Linked DNA regions of Mus musculus: regions 2 and 3 are each linked to region 1. Evidence: chromatin contacts called from public Hi-C and promoter capture Hi-C data. All regions are on one chromosome and are shown on one strand. Each heading gives the region's core, a stretch centred on a gene start, on an enhancer-like site or on the middle of the called end of the contact. The rest is flanking DNA. Distances are from core to core; before and after follow the strand shown. Region 1 holds the start of E330013P04Rik (RIKEN cDNA E330013P04 gene). Region 2 has its middle 66 kb from the start of Gm19956. Region 3 holds the start of Kcnk18 (potassium channel, subfamily K, member 18).

What was found. Hi-C and Micro-C count contacts between places; a contact is called where the count stands out from the background. Capture Hi-C pulls out chosen DNA fragments and counts their contacts.
Region 2: a contact with region 1 is called in a Hi-C map of uterus, with 5 times the contacts expected there. The contact joins the enhancer-like site here to the promoter of E330013P04Rik in region 1. A contact is called at or near these places in 11 of 39 promoter capture datasets (the 3T3-L1 cell line, 3T3-L1-derived adipocytes, the HPC-7 cell line and 7 more), 1 of 15 datasets of contacts at CTCF or cohesin (the NIH/3T3 cell line), 11 of 484 Hi-C or Micro-C datasets (the HL-1 cell line, adipose-derived mesenchymal stem cells, embryonic fibroblasts and 3 more) and 15 of 115 datasets of contacts at active chromatin or transcription factors (T-cell acute lymphoblastic leukemia, bone marrow-derived macrophages, craniofacial prominence and 8 more).
Region 3: a promoter capture Hi-C map of liver shows a contact between it and region 1, with 6 times the contacts expected there. The contact joins the promoter of Kcnk18 here to the promoter of E330013P04Rik in region 1. A contact is called at or near these places in 5 of 39 promoter capture datasets (the 3T3-L1 cell line, the C10 cell line, the HPC-7 cell line and 1 more) and 2 of 9 other capture datasets (adipose tissue and liver).

Annotation. Positions count from the first base shown.
Region 1 is chr19:60,143,305-60,146,115 of GRCm38.p6, forward strand. It overlaps E330013P04Rik (RIKEN cDNA E330013P04 gene), which reads left to right and starts at 1,371. Exons shown (of 5, transcript NR_026942.1): 1 at 1,371-1,531.
Region 2 is chr19:59,586,997-59,589,696 of GRCm38.p6, forward strand. No RefSeq gene overlaps it. Among named protein-coding and RNA genes, the nearest start is that of Gm19956, 66 kb to the right of the region's middle. Within about 2 kb of position 1,320, at least 51 of the 459 cell types and tissues checked have an H3K27ac peak or open chromatin away from gene starts, as enhancers often do. A contact at or near this core is called in craniofacial prominence, stem cell-derived neural progenitor cells and uterus, where this site is marked.
Region 3 is chr19:59,218,231-59,220,930 of GRCm38.p6, forward strand. Kcnk18 (potassium channel, subfamily K, member 18) reads left to right here and starts at 1,418. Exons shown (of 3, transcript NM_207261.3): 1 at 1,418-1,759. The coding sequence starts at 1,504.

The sequences.
Region 1 (2,811 bases), core at 121-2,620:
GTCTTTACTCTGGGCTCCAGGTTGCCTCAGAAGAAATATCACACCTACTTTAAGGAGGGTGAAAGAGAAAAGCTGCCCCTAGTTTGTTTGTTTTAAGCCACTGACTTTCTAGTAAACATATTTCAGAGACTTTTGAGTCATCTTCAGAACTTTCAAAATCAACTTGAAGATGTTTTCTTGAGGATTTTCCCCTCTGAATATTTCTATAAGATCTGTTACTATTAATGTTTATCAGAAGGTGGGTTTAGAAGTGTCATAATTTTATATTTGATGACAACAAACACAAAAGAAAAACAAAAACTGCTTCCACTGTAACTTTGTCTCTTTCAGTATTTTCTGTATAGGAGTTTACATTTACTAAGGCAAAGAGAGTTATCCTTGGCTCTAAGAGGGAAAAAAATTATAAGCTAAGTCCTGAGATTATAGGGGGTTTGTTGTTGCAGTTGTGGTTTGGTTTGGTTTTGCTTTGGTTTTTGTCCCTGACATTCATATTTGTTCTACATCAAGAAATGATGAACTGGCAAGATGGCTGGCTCACTGTAAACACACTTGCCACCAAACCTCAGGACATGATGTCAATCCCCAAGACTTACATGGTGGAAAGAGAAGCAGACTCCTTCAAGTTGCCCTCTGACCTTCACAGTAGGACATGAGCTCACACACGTTCAAATAAATAAATAGAAAAAAAAATTTAAATTCAACTACTGAAGTCCCAGAGCTATGTGTAGGTCTAACATATCTTTGACATTCTGTACAATGTGAAATTGATGGTACCGTTTTTGCTGCTGGTACTTTGGGTTTTTTTGTTTGTTTGTTTGTTTTGTTTTTGTTGTTGTTATTTTGGTTTTTATTTTTCTTCCGGGTAATAGAATGTTCTTTTACCATTTAAGAAGCTTAAGTAACATTCCCACCCAGTAGACACTTAGAAAACTTTTGTTGAAGTTCAGTACTAAATAGGTAGATTTAGTTGCTCCTGTCTGTCTCAATTCCCTTTTCTGACTTAATAAAGATTTAAAATGCCACGTTTACAATCTGACCGGGATATTCTGTGGAGGATTCCCCTACAGTCACCAAACAAATCAAGACCATTTAGGTTTCGTGTAAACACTGAGATGGTGATAATAACCTATTAGAAAAGTAGTTTGGGAAGGATTGTTTTCGGACTTTTTTGGTTCGCTGTGAACAGACCTGATCATTTGCGTTGGTGCCTGACACAAGTGGTTCTCATGCGCCATCTAGTGGCTGCTGTGAAACTGTGCTGTGTCACGGGAAACCCTTTCTGAACAAGCCTTACTGTTGCGAATTCCTGTCCCGGTCGTCGGGCAGCCACTGGACACTTGCCCATCTTTCAGCCTTTAAATTGAGAGGAACCACCGAAGAACGCATGCACAGTGTTTCCCAAAAGCCCTGTATCCTTGGGAGCAACCAAGATGTAATCGGTCAGAGAAATGGTTTCTTCCTGGATCCATGTGAGTTAAACTGTTGTGGGACTGGAGACACTCGCGCCTGCAGAGTTGTGGTGACAAGCAAGGTAAGCCGGGTGACTTTTGTAACCCTTTTTCCCAGCAGAGACTACTCCTGTGTGTAGAAACCACGGCCTGGCAGCGACTTCTCTAACTCATAAAACTTGCTCTAACACACGGGGGAAAAAAGCTTCACTTAATCCAGTATCCTGTGTTGATTCCTGCCTGCGACATCTTAATTCTTACCCACGGGCAGGAGGACTGCTCTCGGCTGTGGACAGTGATGTGGATTTCACAATATTCAATAATCAGACTTTTCATGGGGGCTATTCCAGTCAAATATTGATTTAGTCAGAAAGGAGTGATAGAAATACAGCTCTGTAGGTTTATTCTTGTTAAAAGTCCAAAGTAGAGTGCAGACTTTGAGAGTTCTTCTTGCAGAAAGTATTAGCAAAAAGTAATGTCCAGGCAGCCCCAAGTGATACAAGACAGTTAGCTATGAATTTCACAAACATCATTAAATGTGTGTGGATGTAGTGCAGTACTGGAATGAGAGAAGATAACTAAAATTAAGATAAATAGCTTAGGAACTCACAGCCAGGGAAGCCGTAATTCACAAGTTTTCTAAGCTAGTGTTCTTATTGCCTTTAGGAATAGGAAGCATTGCTTCCAAAGCTGGGTTAACCACTCTTGAAAAGCATAAGGTACAAAGTAATTTACTCTCTTATTTCCAAGATTAAAAACCCTACGATAGTATTGTCCTCGCCCTTAATGCTTTCGGAGAAAACACTCATCCTACAGAAATACACATTTGTCTTCGGAACTCTGATCTCTCTCCTGTGCTGGGACTGGGGTTCACAGCATCTCAAACCCTGTTTCTCAGGCCTTATCTAAGGGTTATCTATTTCCATGGAAACACTGATCGACTTGAGACATCTCCAGTGCTCATATTTAGCAAAGTCTGTGAAGAGTGTCGATGTAGGGTATCCGATTATTACTCAAGTGAAGCCCCTGTGTCAAAAAATTCTAAGAATCATTATCTCCTTTTGAATACTGTTTGAAATTTTTGAATCCACTATCTGGAAACTGAAAGAATAAAAAAAATACTGGCTCATAAAAATAAATAAAAACTGTGGGTTTGTGTTTCTACTGTGGCATGCCTGCTAAAATGTCTACCAAGTGAAATTCAAAGATGTCCGCTTTTCTCAATGTTAAATATTCAATTTCCCAAATGTTGTTCCATGTTAAAATTTAAAGGGAGGGCTGGTTGGTTGATGGCTCAGTGGGTAAAATTGAAAGGAATTTTTTTCTAGATTTTTTTTTTTTTGGCAGTACCATGATTCATCAA
Region 2 (2,700 bases), core at 70-2,569, 560 kb before region 1:
ATCCTGGCCTTCACAGGTGGAAGAATTTGGCGTTTTTGGATTCAGACATGGCCTGTGGCTTATGCCAAAGACAGGGAGCAGGAGCACGGAGGAAACAATCCTAGTTGTTTCCTAGAAATGTTGGGGACCAGCCTAGATCTAGAAAGGGGACAGTGTGGCTCATCTTCCTGTGCATCTTGGAAATCGCTGGAAAACTCCGGCTCAAAGTGATCCGTGCTTTATCACATCGCCACGTGTACAGTGCTTTTCAGCATTTCTCATGATGTGTTTTCAGGCTCAGATTGATGGAGGTGGGAGTCAGGCCCGGGGGTGGAAGAGACAAGGGTTTAGTAATGAGTTCGAAGTTTACAAAACACAGAAGCCAATATGGCTTCAATACGTGATGTGACCCTTTATAAGCCTGGAAACGACTCTTCAGAACTCTTTCTGGACTGACTTCAGAGTGGAGTGGCGCTGGGACACCACAGACTGACTTTGAGCAGTGGGTCGGTATTGCAGGAATTTTTTAATTTCCTGTAGCTCAGAACAGTTTTCTCCCAGGGCGCTTTCGGAGTTACTCTGCTCCGAGTTGACCACGTTGCTACTTCGGGAATGGCCCAGAGAGAAGGAAAACACCGTCCAGGAAGAACATTAATGGGATTCCCCTGGAAAATGACACCACCAAAAGTTTAGAAAAATATTTCCAGGGAAATGAGGGACCCGCTACTCAGAAGACAGAAACCAGTGACCTGACACCTCTGAGCTTTAAAAAGCAGAATAAAATGGAGTCACTTACACTTCCCAACTGAAAGGAATTTGGGAAAAGCAGATTATTATTAATTATTTTAATAGCTTCTTAATTAGCCCTTCAAACAAGTTTTTAAAAATCCCCAAAGGTGTCTAATTTGCATGACATGTTTTTACTTTTCTGTGCATTTCATTAACAGCCCCCTTAAAAAAAAAACCAACAAGTGAGACAGGGGAGCAATGATTTTACTAGATGGATTTGGAAAAGAACTCAAACTTCTTCAGAAGCCCATGTGTCTCGCTTCACCTCAGGGGTGTCTCATCTGTGTCACCCCAGGGTGCTCACAGGAGGTTATATGCTTTTCAGAATTCACCGAAGAGCTCCCTCAGAGTCACCATGACCCCGCAGAGCCTGACTGGCTCCAAGGGGCGGGGCGAGGCGGGGGTGGGGCGGAGGCGTGGGCGGGGCAGTTGATCCTTAGGCCAACAATTAATCTGGAAGATAATGGACTTCAGCCGCATCAGTGGGCACATGACCGGTCAGGAGGAGCTGACCTGGGGACACTGAGAGACCAGAATGCGGATGTCTCTCACAATGTGTGAAACGAGGCAGAAAAGTGGCACATTTGATTGAGAACAGAGACAGCACGGGAAAAGTCAGCACCGCCCGCTTCTGGCGGATGTGCGGCTGGGAAGCTGGAGCAGACACTTAGCAGCCCAGGGCATAGTGCCAAAGGATGGACTCAGACCCCTGGGAGAGCTGGGCAGGAGGGAGGAGCTGACATAGCTTTCCTCTGGTCCCCCTTTCCTCTCTTCCTTCTCATCGTTGTGACCAAGGGCACTTTCAGTCTCATCTAGTGTGTACCGGATCTGGGTCAAGATCTTGGCTATATCATCTCCCTAAATGTTTTCTACCCTACCGGGAAAATGAGCTCCACTATTTTCCTCATTTGGCAGAGAGCAGCTGTTTAATAGCTAACTTTTAATGAGCAGTTACTATGCAGCAGACCTTGGAGTCTATCAGTATAAATTCAGTTATCACAACACCCACCCATTCTACAAGAGCTTCCCTCCCACACTGGATTTTCCAGTGAAGAAAGGGAGGCTCAGAGAAGTTAAGTGACTTACCTTGGTCACACAACTTATGAGTTGCCCATGTCAGACTTTGGATCCATGTTGAATTTTACGGACATACCACATGACCTGTTCTCTTCCAGGCAGCCCTCTCTGATTTTCCACAAATCCTAAGCCAAGTTTTATTATTTGTGCTGTCTTTTGAAATTCGATTTCTCTGTCCCTGACATATTTTCCTGACTGTATTCTCAACATGCTCCAGCTCAGTATCCGAGTGTTGTACGTATTCAAAATCTGCACCAAACAAGCGTATCATAAGAAGCAACTTTAGCTGTGAACTTGGACACTGGAGAAAGTTACACTTTAGCCGATTGGATGTTGTTGGGCTGGGGGGCCAGCACTGCTCATTAGACTTCAAGGTGATTTATCTTTCTGCTTTTTTTTTTCTTGCCTACTAATGGAAAATTCTCTCCAAAGTCACATTAATTAGCACTCAGAGGCTGTTGTAGCAAAATCTTCCCAAAATAGCCCCAAGTACATCTGCAGGAGGGGAGAAGGGCTGAGCCTCTGATGAGGTATGTGGATTTGACAGGCAGAGAAAGCTTGAAATAGGCAGACTGGCAGCCTCCAACTGCCCTAGAACATGGGTGGGAAATGGCAGCTCCAGGATGGAGAAGATTTTGTGTTTACCTGAAGACCACAAGGAACAGGCACACGGAAGCCGTTGTTCCTTTGTCCAGAGCAGGAAAGGCATGATTGACGCCACCTATCACCAGATGCAACAGTTAAGAAAACCTCTTCCTGGTAAGAGTGGGCCCTCAGCAAACATGGAGCATGGGACGGAGTGGAGGGACTACAAGAGAGTGTGCACGTCTCTTTCTTTGTTCATTTTACGTCGCT
Region 3 (2,700 bases), core at 168-2,667, 930 kb before region 1:
TATGGATGTTTTGCCCGCATGTAATTCTGCATACCACGTACATATAGTTCCCGTGGTGCCCAGAAGATTCACTGGATCCTATGAAGTTACAGACAGCTGTGAGTCGTCGAGTGAGTCCTAGGAATCCAACCGAGGTGCTCTGGAAGAGCAGCCAGCGGTCTCTCCAACCCTGAGAGTTTATTTCTTCATAATTTTTAAGTATCTATTTATTAGTGTGTGCGTTCACGTGCACATGCATGCACATACCATGGAACACACATGGAAGCCGGAGGGCAACTTGCAGAAGCCAGTTCTCTCATTCCACTTGTGGATTTCGGTTGTCAAGCCTGGTAGCATGCACCCTGACCTGCCGAGCCAAGAGGCGCTCTTTTTCTAGTCACCTCAGACAGAAGGACATTGACTCAGCAGCAGAGACAATTCTACCCAAGTCCAGGTGGATGGGCAGCTCATAGACAGCTACATCGCTAAAGAAGGGTCCCTCTCCCCGGCCTCTGACGTATCCTCAGAACGGGGAGGGACCTTGTGGATGTCTCACGTGGGTAGTCACAGATGCTCTGATTCCCAGCTAGCAATAGCCACATAAGACCCAAAAGACAGAATTTCCTAACAGAGAAAGTTTCCTAACAGAGTTTCCTAACAGAGAATTTGGGAGGACAACTACATTCAAGCCAGAACACTTCACTCACCCTGGATTAGAAAGATTTACTTTCCTCTAGAGGAGGAAGAGCTCAATAAATAGTGAGTTCAGGCTAGGTAGATGACTATGTGCCTTGCCGACATGAGTTCCATCCCCAAAATCATCATTTGAAAAAAAGAAGAAAAAGGCAGGGACTGACAGCACCTGTTTATGATCCCAGTACTGGGGAGGCGGAGCCTGGGGAGGCGGAGCCTGGGGAGGCGGAGCCTGGGGAGGCGGAGCCTGGGGAGGCGGAGCCTGGGGCGTTAGAGACAGGTGAAAGGGGTTTCCAGACCAGGCAGCCTGGACTATTTGGCAAGTTCCAGGTCACTGAGAGACCCAGACAGGTTCCAGCATTTTGGAAACAGTGAGCCTATGCTGTGCTAATTCTTATTCCTGTTGTCCAGTATTCCAGGTATGCCGGGGTAAGGAGTGCCTGAATTGTTCAGAAAGAACAGTCATTTGACTAAGTACTGAATGCCAGATTTGGTACCTGGAAACCGAAGCTGCAGTTTCAGAACAGGAAAGGCAGAGCAAAGTACAAAACAATCTCTGAGGTCCTCCTAAAGTCCCCGCCAGAAACTCTGGAGCTGGTCAGGAGGATCAATAACAATTTGGGGCACTAGCAGGGGCGCCATCCCAGTTGTTTGGATGAGCCAAACATGATGGGTTCCGGCTGCTTCCCAGTCCTCTGGGAAGCTCACGCACCATCCACTTAAGGCTGGAGCCTGGCCATTCTCCGGCCACTCCCACCTTCCTCTCCCAGGCTGTATGCTCCAGCCTCCTCTACACACTCCTCCTGTCCTGCCCTCAGCTGCTCCAAGAGGATGGAGGCTGAGGAGCCACCTGAGGCCAGGAGATGCTGTCCCGAGGCCCTGGGGAAGGCCAGGGGATGCTGCCCCGAAGCCCTGGGCAAGCTTCTGCCCGGCCTCTGCTTCCTTTGCTGCCTGGTGACCTATGCGCTGGTGGGTGCTGCTCTCTTCTCCGCTGTCGAGGGCCGCCCTGACCCAGAAGCAGAGGAGAACCCTGAGTTGAAGAAGTTCCTGGACGATCTGTGCAACATCCTGAAATGTAACCTGACAGGTAGGTGCCAAGGAGCCGTTACTGCCTCGGAGGTGCCCCGGCAGGAGGCTGTGAGCAGCTTGCCTATAACATTCTCACTCCTGACAGAATGTAGGCAAATGGTTTCCCCGGGTCTCACTTCTGTTCTCTGAGTAGTGGAGAGATGAACAGACGCCCTCCCAGGGGTGCAGTGAGGAAAGTTAGAGCCATAAGCAGGTGCTCTTAAGGCCCAGCTTTCCCTTCCCAGCTGTGCCTCAGGCTCCCATCAGCCCCACCCGGCCTCCAGGCCTAAGGAGAGGGTTAGTCCCTGGAGACTTGGTGGGTTGGGCGGGATCAGAGGTGCAACTCCAGCTTTAAGACTTCATGGAATCATCTAAACTGGGCTTGGATTTCCCCAGAATGGTCATATTGATTCCTATTTCAGTCTGTTTGCAGTGGGCTTGTAGGGGGTGGGGTCAGGGGCTGGGACTGGTGATGGCCAGGTTGTTGTTTTAGCTGAGTGGGTGGGATTCGTGCCTGCAGGACCATATCCTGCGGGAGAGAAGGGGAACCCACCTTCTGAGACCAGCCAGTAGTAAGAACCCTTTTCCAGCGGAGATGAGATGCACTAGGTCTCTGCAAGGCAGGAGATGCTCGTCAGGCATCCTTAGTGCCTGTCCATCTGTATTGCATCCCTTGATTTGGTTTGGTCGTGCAAAGGAATAATCAACAGAGTACTAGAAGGCCAGAGATGAAAGATAGTCAGCAGAGCGAGAGAAAATAAAAGAGAAAAAGAAATAAATGAGAAAACAGAGCCTGCTTTCCCCTGCTCACGGTCCTGCATGGCCTTTGCATGCCAGTGCTCCCTGGGGACATGGTTTGGGGGCAGCTGGTGCTCCCCGGGAACATGGTTTGGGGGCCTTGTCAGCTGGGTCTGAGTGAAAGCTGGTCCCAGAGAGCAGAGACCCGCTCTGTGGAGGGTG